Linked DNA regions of Mus musculus: region 1 is linked to region 2. The links are chromatin contacts, called in public promoter capture Hi-C maps. All regions are on one chromosome and are shown on one strand. Each heading gives the region's core, a stretch centred on a gene start, on an enhancer-like site or on the middle of the called end of the contact. The rest is flanking DNA. Distances are from core to core; before and after follow the strand shown. Region 1 holds the start of Mga (MAX gene associated). Region 2 overlaps Tyro3 (TYRO3 protein tyrosine kinase 3).

Evidence for each region. Promoter capture Hi-C pulls out the DNA fragments that hold promoters and counts their contacts.
Region 1: a contact with region 2 is called in a promoter capture Hi-C map of hippocampal neurons, with 1.7 times the contacts expected there. The contact joins the promoter of Mga here to the enhancer-like site in region 2. A contact is called at or near these places in 4 of 39 promoter capture datasets (the 3T3-L1 cell line, embryonic stem cells, hippocampal neurons and 1 more), 1 of 15 datasets of contacts at CTCF or cohesin (the NIH/3T3 cell line), 12 of 484 Hi-C or Micro-C datasets (B cells, the G1E-ER4 cell line, cerebral cortex and 4 more), 10 of 115 datasets of contacts at active chromatin or transcription factors (differentiating embryonic stem cells, embryonic forebrain, embryonic hindbrain and 6 more) and 5 of 9 other capture datasets (adipose tissue, embryonic stem cells, liver and 2 more).

The regions. Positions count from the first base shown.
Region 1 is chr2:119,894,630-119,898,734 of GRCm38.p6, forward strand. It overlaps Mga (MAX gene associated), which reads left to right and starts at 2,599. Exons shown (of 24, transcript NM_013720.2): 1 at 2,599-2,717.
Region 2 is chr2:119,815,296-119,819,761 of GRCm38.p6, forward strand. It overlaps Tyro3 (TYRO3 protein tyrosine kinase 3), which reads left to right. Exons shown (of 19, transcript NM_019392.2): 19 at 1,349-2,809. The coding sequence ends at 1,739. Among named protein-coding and RNA genes, the nearest start is that of Tyro3, 18 kb to the left of the region's middle. Within about 2 kb of position 2,011, at least 72 of the 459 cell types and tissues checked have an H3K27ac peak or open chromatin away from gene starts, as enhancers often do. A contact at or near this core is called in cerebral cortex, cortical neurons, differentiating embryonic stem cells and 2 more, where this site is marked.

The DNA of each region.
Region 1 (4,105 bases), core at 1,349-3,848, 80 kb after region 2:
GAGATCCACTTGCCTCTGTCTCATAGTGCAGGATTAAAGGTATGTACCATGGCATCTGGCCAATGAAAATAGAATACAACTAAGTACAATTTGAGGAACACTACATTGAAAGTAGAATGTAACTATTGTGTTTCAATGTAACTTGAAAAAGCAATTTTAAAAACACAAAACAAATCCCAGTCACTTGGTCCCTGGGGATATAGTACAATTGATAGGGTGCTTGCCTAGCATGCATAAAACCAACTTTAGCAGTGCCATCTATTTATTTGTACCCAGAGGTGGAGCCAGGAGGATCAGAAGTTCAGTCATCTTTGACTATGTGATTTTGAAGCCAGCAAGGGATACATGAAACCCTACTATAAGCAAAAATGGTTACTTGGTAAATCTAAACTGAATCACTGAAATAAGTATAGCTATATTATTAATTGTAGATTAGAATATAAAAACACAAATGCTCAAAGAACTCTCAGACTCTTACTTTTTATAGGCTAACTAGACTCCACTTTGAAAACTTATGGGTATTGTACCTATTAAGGGATCTAATGCTGCATCTTAGAAATTTGTTGTTACCTAAAACAAATTAATCTGGAGGACCATTTCAGTAGTTGAGAGAAAAGCAGTAGGGTGAGCAAGCTGTAAATCTTGTCACCTGTAGGGAGATGGAGTTGTAAGAAAGTCATGCCTTTTGAGTCAGCAATGGAGGTCTGCAAGAAGCTCTAGAAATTGTGAGAAGAGGTCTTCAGAGAAAACAATGAGAAAGCCCTGAATGTGAGGGCAGACATTCTTAGGATTTTGGGAAAGTGATTGACAATATGCTCAGGAAACTAGCTACTCAGTAATGAAAATCAGTAATTGTTGAAAATTGAAATCTGGTATTTCATGTTTGCTTGGAGCAGGGAAAGAGCACCAAAGAGCATTTCTGTTGTACTTTCCCATGCAAGTTGTTCTCGTAGATTTTTCCAATTAGAGATGCTATTTGGGTTGTCTTTTTTTGAGATGCTACCGAGTCATTCATACCTTAGGGGCAGACATTTTACTAGTAAATAAACTCAAATTTTAGTCTCAGAAAAATGAGATTTTTTTGAGAAACCATTATAACCCTCGAGAAGGCATCTTGGTTTAGTAGGAAAGGTTCTTGAGTCAGAGAAGAGGAACGTGTTAAAGAAATGGTTTTCAGTCTTCTAAGATCTTGAATGGTTTTCCTGAATCATGGATTTCAGAAGTCTGTAAACTTTAGTTCAGTTTCTGCCTATGTGTTGCGTATCTCCTCAGGAATAAATAGCTAAGTGAAACGAAGCAAGTCAGATCAACCCTGTTGGCTATCCTTGTCCTTCCTCTTGGCTCCATCCTTACATTCTTGGTTTCCTTCAAAGTGTTTGTATTGTCACTTAGCACAAAATAAGTTTTTCTATTATCTCTTGAGAGTGAAAAGTTTGGGAATATGGACTGCATTTTATGTTTTCTACTTAATTATTTCGTAATTACTCCTTTTCACTTTAAACATTTACTGGTAGGTTAGCAGCATGAAAGTAGTAAATGGTAGAGAAAAAAACCTAAAATTTTTGATGTTTGGTTGAGAATTATTGCTCTCTGACTTAGTTTGGCAATTGTCTGACATACTTGTTGGTTAATGTTTTCTTTACATTTTTAAGCTTCATTGTCTTGAAGAAGCAACAACAACAACAAAAATATACATTGTTGGTTAATGTTTTCTTTACATTTTTAAGCTTCATTGTCTTGAAGAAGCAACAACAACAACAAAAATATTCTTGACCATTTCTTTTTAAGACATCTTTCATCTTGGTATCAGGCAATTTAGTGGCAGCTCTTTTTCCTTTATAGAACCTTTCTTTGCTTTGCTTTTCATTCCAGCACGGTGTCTTGGCAGCCTAGCCTACTCTGGAACGTGAACTCACTATAGAATTCAGGTTAGCCTCGAACTCGCAGCAATCCTGCTTCAGCCTCAGTGTTGAGAATATAGGCATAAACTTCCATTCTCTGCGCTCAACAAGGCTTTCTCGAATTTTCCTAGTGTTCTTTGTTGGCGAATATTGGAAAATTGCTTACTCTTCTTTCGTGGTGTTTGCTTCAAGCTTTTCCAGTGTTCTGGTACTTTCCAACCCCATAGCACTTTGTACAGGAGGTCCTCCGTTTTTTTTTTTTTTTTTTTTTTTTTTTTGAAGGATTTGCGAAGCCAGGAGGTCTATGAAGCTTCATGTGGGTGGGGCTGGGTACGGCAGGGGCGGGGCCGGTGAGAAGTCTCTGGGAAAGGCTGAAGAGTCTTGTTGGGAAAGGCCTGGAGGGCAGTGGTTTCAGAATTTTCACGAAGGCTTCGAATACAGGATTGAGCGTATTGTGTACCTCTCTCCTGTCTCTCCTTTCCTGATTCTGGAAGCTTCATAAGTTCTTTCTGGATTACTAAAATGCGAAAAGGCTACGGCTTCGGCTCCGTGGGCGGAACCCAAGGGTCCTGACGCTGCTCCGGGCTGTTTGGCCTCCTGATGTTGGGGGAGGGGCAAAGAGGTGCTGCTCGCGCCTCCCTATGCGCCTGCGCGGTCGGCTCCAAGCTGGTAGGAGCGCGTGCGCAGTGACGTGGACATCCGGTGCGTGCGCAGGCTCTTCAGCTGAAGCGGACACACGGTGTGCGAACCCTTCAGAATAACCCTCCCCTAGAGGGATGTGAAGGACTCGGGGTGAGGCCGGCCACGCCCCGCACGGTAACTCTCGGGCCTGGGTGGAGGGCGTCGCTTCAATAGTGGCCCGATTGGAGTTTTTTTGAGTTTAAACCACTTGTGTATTTGAACGGCTTGCCCAGCGTTCCGCAGAGAGAGCTTCGCACGCCTGGGCCTGGCTGGGCCTTACGCTGTGCAGCCTTTGGTCCCTTGAGCGAGTTGCGCATGTCATCTCGCACGCCTCCCCGACCTCACTTCCGTGTCGCTCGGAGAACTAACTAGGAACATCGACGCCGGAGACCGAGACCACGAGGCGGGCGGGGTGAGAAGTGCCTACGGCACGGCCCTGCCCTCGCGTGCGTGGGGTGTTGAACAGCATGGCACGTTCCGCGTGACGATTTCTAGCCTGGTTATCGATGGAATAAGCACAGGTTTTAAGAGTTCAGCTCTCTGAGTTTCAACTCTCCGAGGGAAACAACCAATGTCTGTTTCTCCAAGGAACTGGATGCAGTGTTTTGACACCTATTCAAACATTTCCTAGCGTGTAATTTCGGGTCAAATTGAGGCAAGGCCCCGAATTTAATGAGGGGGCGATGAGTGAGTTGAATGAGAGTGAGAACTTTGTAAACAAAGGAGCTGTGATTTGTAAGTGCTAATTCGAAGGCGGAGAAAACAGGTAGGGAACAGGTGGTGGTTCCTTTTTCTCTTTCTGGGGTAACCTGACTGGTTTTCTGTCCATAGGACTTCCCGTTTCTGTTGAATTTTCAAGTACGTCTTTGAGTCGAGTGTAAGGTGCGCAAGGGCATTAGCCTTCTCTTTCGTTCCCCAAGAATGTCTCTTTTTCTCTGGCAAAAGGATGGTAGCAGGCATGGGTGAAGAGTGCCTGAAGAGTGGCTTGATTAGTAGAACGGGAAAAATCTCCGTCTGAGGGAGACCCACTCTTGTTCGCGTCGCCGAAGCCGACACGTGGATCTTGAGAAGTTAGGGCTCACTTATGCTCAGTCTGTGGGTGTTGTTGAGCTTGCCAAGCTTGCGTGTCCAAGTGCTTGGTCAACTCTGCCTGTCTTGCTGGCTTTTTGCGCACGACGCTGCTGCAGTTAAGGTGCAGGAGAGTAGCGAGAGGACTGCTGGGAAATGGGCTGGCGGGGTGACTAGTTGTGTAGTCTCCAAGGTAACCGAAAGCGGCTGAACAGCCTTAGGAACACAGGGTTCCGCCTGGCTGCACGTGATCCTTGGGACTCTACCCTGGAAGAGTTTTCTTTGCGACATTTTTTTCATGTTTGTGGCTAGCTGAAAAGCGAGTAACTGGAGGCTGTTTTATTTTTTTATACATAGGTAGTAAGTTGTGTCCACTTAACTGCAACACAAGTGAAAGACCTGAAATTTCATTCCCTGGGTGCATTGGCATATTTATTTCAAATTTGCTGTCCATT
Region 2 (4,466 bases), core at 761-3,260:
AAACAATCCTGCCTCCAGTCTTTTGTGTAAGACAAAAGTGCTTTTATTTTAGTCCCCTCCTGAGACTGCTCAGAAGAAAGATGGGCACTAGCTAGCCCTTGTGGCTTCAAGTCATAGTTCTGTGGCTTTGGGGAACTTGTTTGAGATGATCTCACTTATCTTAGACTAGTCTCACATGAGCTTAGAGCTGAGAGGTACCCTAGACTTCAGATCCTCCTGCCACCACGCCCAAGTGTCAGAATCCCAGCGGTGTAGCACTTATGAGGTACTGGAGGTCATACCTGGGACTCTGTGCACACTGAGCAAGCATCCTACCAACCGACTGCATTCCAGGCCTGTGTTTTATTTTCTGAAATAGGGCTTTGCTATGTCGCTCATACTCAAACTGTATCTTAAGCCTGCCTCAAACTGGTGCCAGTCCTCCTGCCTCCACCTCCTGAGTGCCAAGGTTACAGGTATGCATCCCATGAAAGCCTGCTCTGTTACTTGCTACTTCACTAAGGATTTTTTATTTAAAGATTTATTTATTTTATTTATATGAGTACACTGTCACTGTCTTCAGACACACCAGAAGAGGGCATCAGATCCCATCACAGATGGTTGTGAGCCACCATGTGGTTCTGGGAATTGAACTCAGAACCCCCAGAAGAGCAGTTGGTACTCTTTAACCCGAGCCATCTCTCCAGCCCTTGGTTTGGTTTTTTGAGACAGGGTTTCTCTGTGTAGCCCTGGCTGTCCTGGAACTCACTCTGTAGACCAGCCTGGCCTTGAACTCAGAAATCCACCTGCCTCTGCCTCCCAAGTGCTGAGATTAAAGGCGTGCGCTACCACTGCCCATCTTGAACTAGTATTTTTTTAAAGATTTATTTTTAAGCTGGGTGATGTTGGCACAGGCCTATAATCTCAGTACTCAGGACGCAAAGGCAAGTAGTGAAAGCCAAAGCACTATTGAAACTGCTGAGCCATCTCTCCACACTTCAATTTCCATATTTTACATAGGAACTGTTAAATGTAGGTCTGGCAAGATGGCAGAGCAGGTAAGAGTGCTTGCTGCCAAGCCAGAAGGCCTAAGTTCGATCCCATAGACCCACGTTGTAGGAGAGAGCCAGTCCCTAAAACTTGACCTTTGACTTCGAACAAGTGTGCTGAGGTACATGCATGAGGTCATGAGCATGTATGCATTCACACACACATATATACATACACGAAATGCATATAATTTAACCCGACACGTAGTTATCCTTCTACAGTACTGTTAAAAGAATGAGTTATTTTCCCATCTCAGCGTCATATGGTCGGGAGGTCCTCTGCTTTGTGGCTACTATGTCCCCGTATTCTTTTACCTCAGGTATGATCTCATGTACCAGTGCTGGAGCGCCGACCCCAAGCAGCGCCCAAGCTTCACGTGTCTGCGAATGGAACTGGAGAACATTCTGGGCCACCTGTCTGTGCTGTCCACCAGCCAGGACCCCTTGTACATCAACATTGAGAGAGCTGAGCAGCCTACTGAGAGTGGCAGCCCTGAGGTCCACTGTGGAGAGCGATCCAGCAGCGAGGCAGGGGACGGCAGTGGCGTGGGGGCAGTAGGTGGCATCCCCAGTGACTCTCGGTACATCTTCAGCCCCGGAGGGCTATCCGAGTCACCAGGGCAGCTGGAGCAGCAGCCAGAAAGCCCCCTCAATGAGAACCAGAGGCTGTTGTTGCTGCAGCAAGGGCTACTGCCTCACAGTAGCTGTTAACCCTCAGGCAGAGGAAAGTTGGGGCCCCTGGCTCTGCTGACCGCTGTGCTGCCTGACTAGGCCCAGTCTGATCACAGCCCAGGCAGCAAGGTATGGAGGCTCCTGTGGTAGCCCTCCCAAGCTGTGCTGGCGCCTGGACGGACCAAATTGCCCAATCCCAGTTCTTCCTGCAGCCGCTCTGGCCAGCCTGGCATCAGTTCAGGCCTTGGCTTAGAGGAGGTGAGCCAGAGCTGGTTGCCTGAATGCAGGCAGCTGGCAGGAGGGGAGGGTGGCTATGTTTCCATGGGTACCATGGGTGTGGATGGCAGTAAGGGAGGGTAGCAACAGCCCTGTGGGCCCCTACCCTCCTGGCTGAGCTGCTCCTACTTTAGTGCATGCTTGGAGCCGCCTGCAGCCTGGAACTCAGCACTGCCCACCACACTTGGGCCGAAATGCCAGGTTTGCCCCTCTTAAGTCACAAAGAGATGTCCATGTATTGTTCCCTTTTAGGTGATGATTAGGAAGGGATTGGCACACTTGGGTCCCTAAGCCCTATGGCAGGAAATGGTGGGATATTCTCAGGTCTGAATCCTCATCATCTTCCTGATTCCCCACCCTGCAAAGGCCTGGAACTGGCTGTGGGGCTCTGAGGCATGCTGAAGGACAAAAGGTTACAGAGATCCGACTTCAAAAGGCAGGGTCTGAGTCTGGCAGGTGGAGAGGTGCTAAGGGGCTGGTCCAGGAGTCAGGCATTTCAGGACCCCTCCAAGCTTCTACAGTCTGTCTGAGCATGCTACCAAGCCCCCAGATACCCCAAAACTAACAGAGGCAGTTTTGTCTGAGCCCAGCCCTCCCACATGATGACCCTTAGGTCTACCCTCCTCTCTAAATGGACATCCTCGTTTGTCCCAAGTCTCCAGAGAGACTACTGATGGCTGATGTGGGTAAGAAAAGTTCCAGGAACCAGGGCTGGGGTGGAACCAGGGCTGGGGTTGAGGCAGGCTCTTGGGCAGGCTCTTGCTGTTAGGAACATTTCTAAGCTATTAAGTTGCTGTTTCAAAACAAATAAAATTGAAACATAAAGAATCAAAGCTTTGTTTTGTTTTTTACTGATATTGGTTGTTTGGAGTTTTTGTTGTTTTGAGACAGGGTCTTAACTAGGTATCCCCAGCTGGTCTGGAACTCACAAAGATGGACCTGCCTTGTTCTGAGTGCTGGGATTAAAGGCACGTGCTACCATTCCCAACCCAAGGCTTTGTCTTTTAAATGTTTACTTTTTTCCCCTTTTGGATCACAAAACAATGAAGCATTCTTGCACAGAGAAAAGTCTAGAAAAGACATGCCGGAGTGTAGACAGTTATCTTTACGTGATATGATTAAGGAAACCTTTTTCTTACTGTATCTTAAAGTTCAACCCAGTGTGCTTCTCATAAGCAGATTAGATAGACCCCAGTAATTCTTACCATGTTCAAGATAATATATAATCTTTGTAGACAACTAGGAAAGTGTAGAATGTCTGTAATCCCACCACCCCACAGTAATAACTCCCACTGGACTCTGGGAAGTGCAAACATTTTGACATTTAAGTTGGAACAGAGGCACTCTACACCCACTACCAAACATTTCCCTGGGTCCTCATCTCTCCACCCCTGCGGGAACCTGGGAATCAGTAGTCAAAGAAAGGTGAGCCTCTTAGAAACAGAGTTGTTTCCCAGTATTTCCACCTGCAACCTCATTTCCACGTGAGCTCCTGGCTTTCCGCAACAGGAGGCAAGCAGATCATGTCTCTGCCGGGACGGAAACTGGGAGAGGCAGAGCCACAGCCCTGCTGGCTGAGGGCAATGGAATGAGGTAGGCCCCTTCCCGGAGCAAGTGTCCTGAAAAACCTGTTGCTGGTTCTACAGGTCAGGTTTCCACATAGCTAATGAGACTTGAATTAAATGCCACGCGAGTAGCTTTTCAAATATTTCTTGCTGTATTTAGCTTTAACTGTTTAAATGATTTATTTGTGTGTGTGTGTGTGTGTGTGTGTGTGTGCATGTGATTAACTGAGAGATAACATTGGCAGTCGTTGGTTAGAAGTCTCTGCTTCTCAAGTAACCCTTTGTGCGGGAACCTGGCATGTGCTAGATAACTGCCTAGGCTCTTCCAATACAATGTTCCCAGAAGTAAGAATTTAACCTCCTTGCTCCAGGGCAGGAGAGAGGCAGAGGATTCTCTGGGAATCCAGATCTGAACTGGGAGGTTAGCTGAGTGATCACCTCTTCCCAGCGTTCCTGGGAGCATCTTTTTAAATAGGTAGCTGGTGATTTTTTTTCTTTCTCTTTTCTTTCCTTTTTAAAGTCTGTTATGTTTAAGACTAGCCTTGTGAGTTCCAGGACATCCAGAGCTACAGAGAGGAACCCTGACTCAAAACAAAACATGTGTTGCTACATTTTTTGGGGTGGTGGTGGTGGTTTTGTTTTTGTTTTTTTTTGGGGGGGGGGTTTGAGACAGGGTTTCTCTGTGTAGCCCTGGCTGTCCTGGAACTCACTTTGTAGAACAGGCTGTCCTCAAACTCAGAAATCTTCCTACCTCTGCCTCCTGAGTGCTGGGATTAAAGGCATGCGCCACCACGCCAGCTGCTACATTTTTTCTTAATTTCTTTGTTTTGTTTTTGTTTCACTGTGTTGTTCTAGTTGATCTGGAACTCAGTATATGCACCAGCTGGCCTCAAACACAGAGACTGACCTGCCTCTGTCTTCCTAA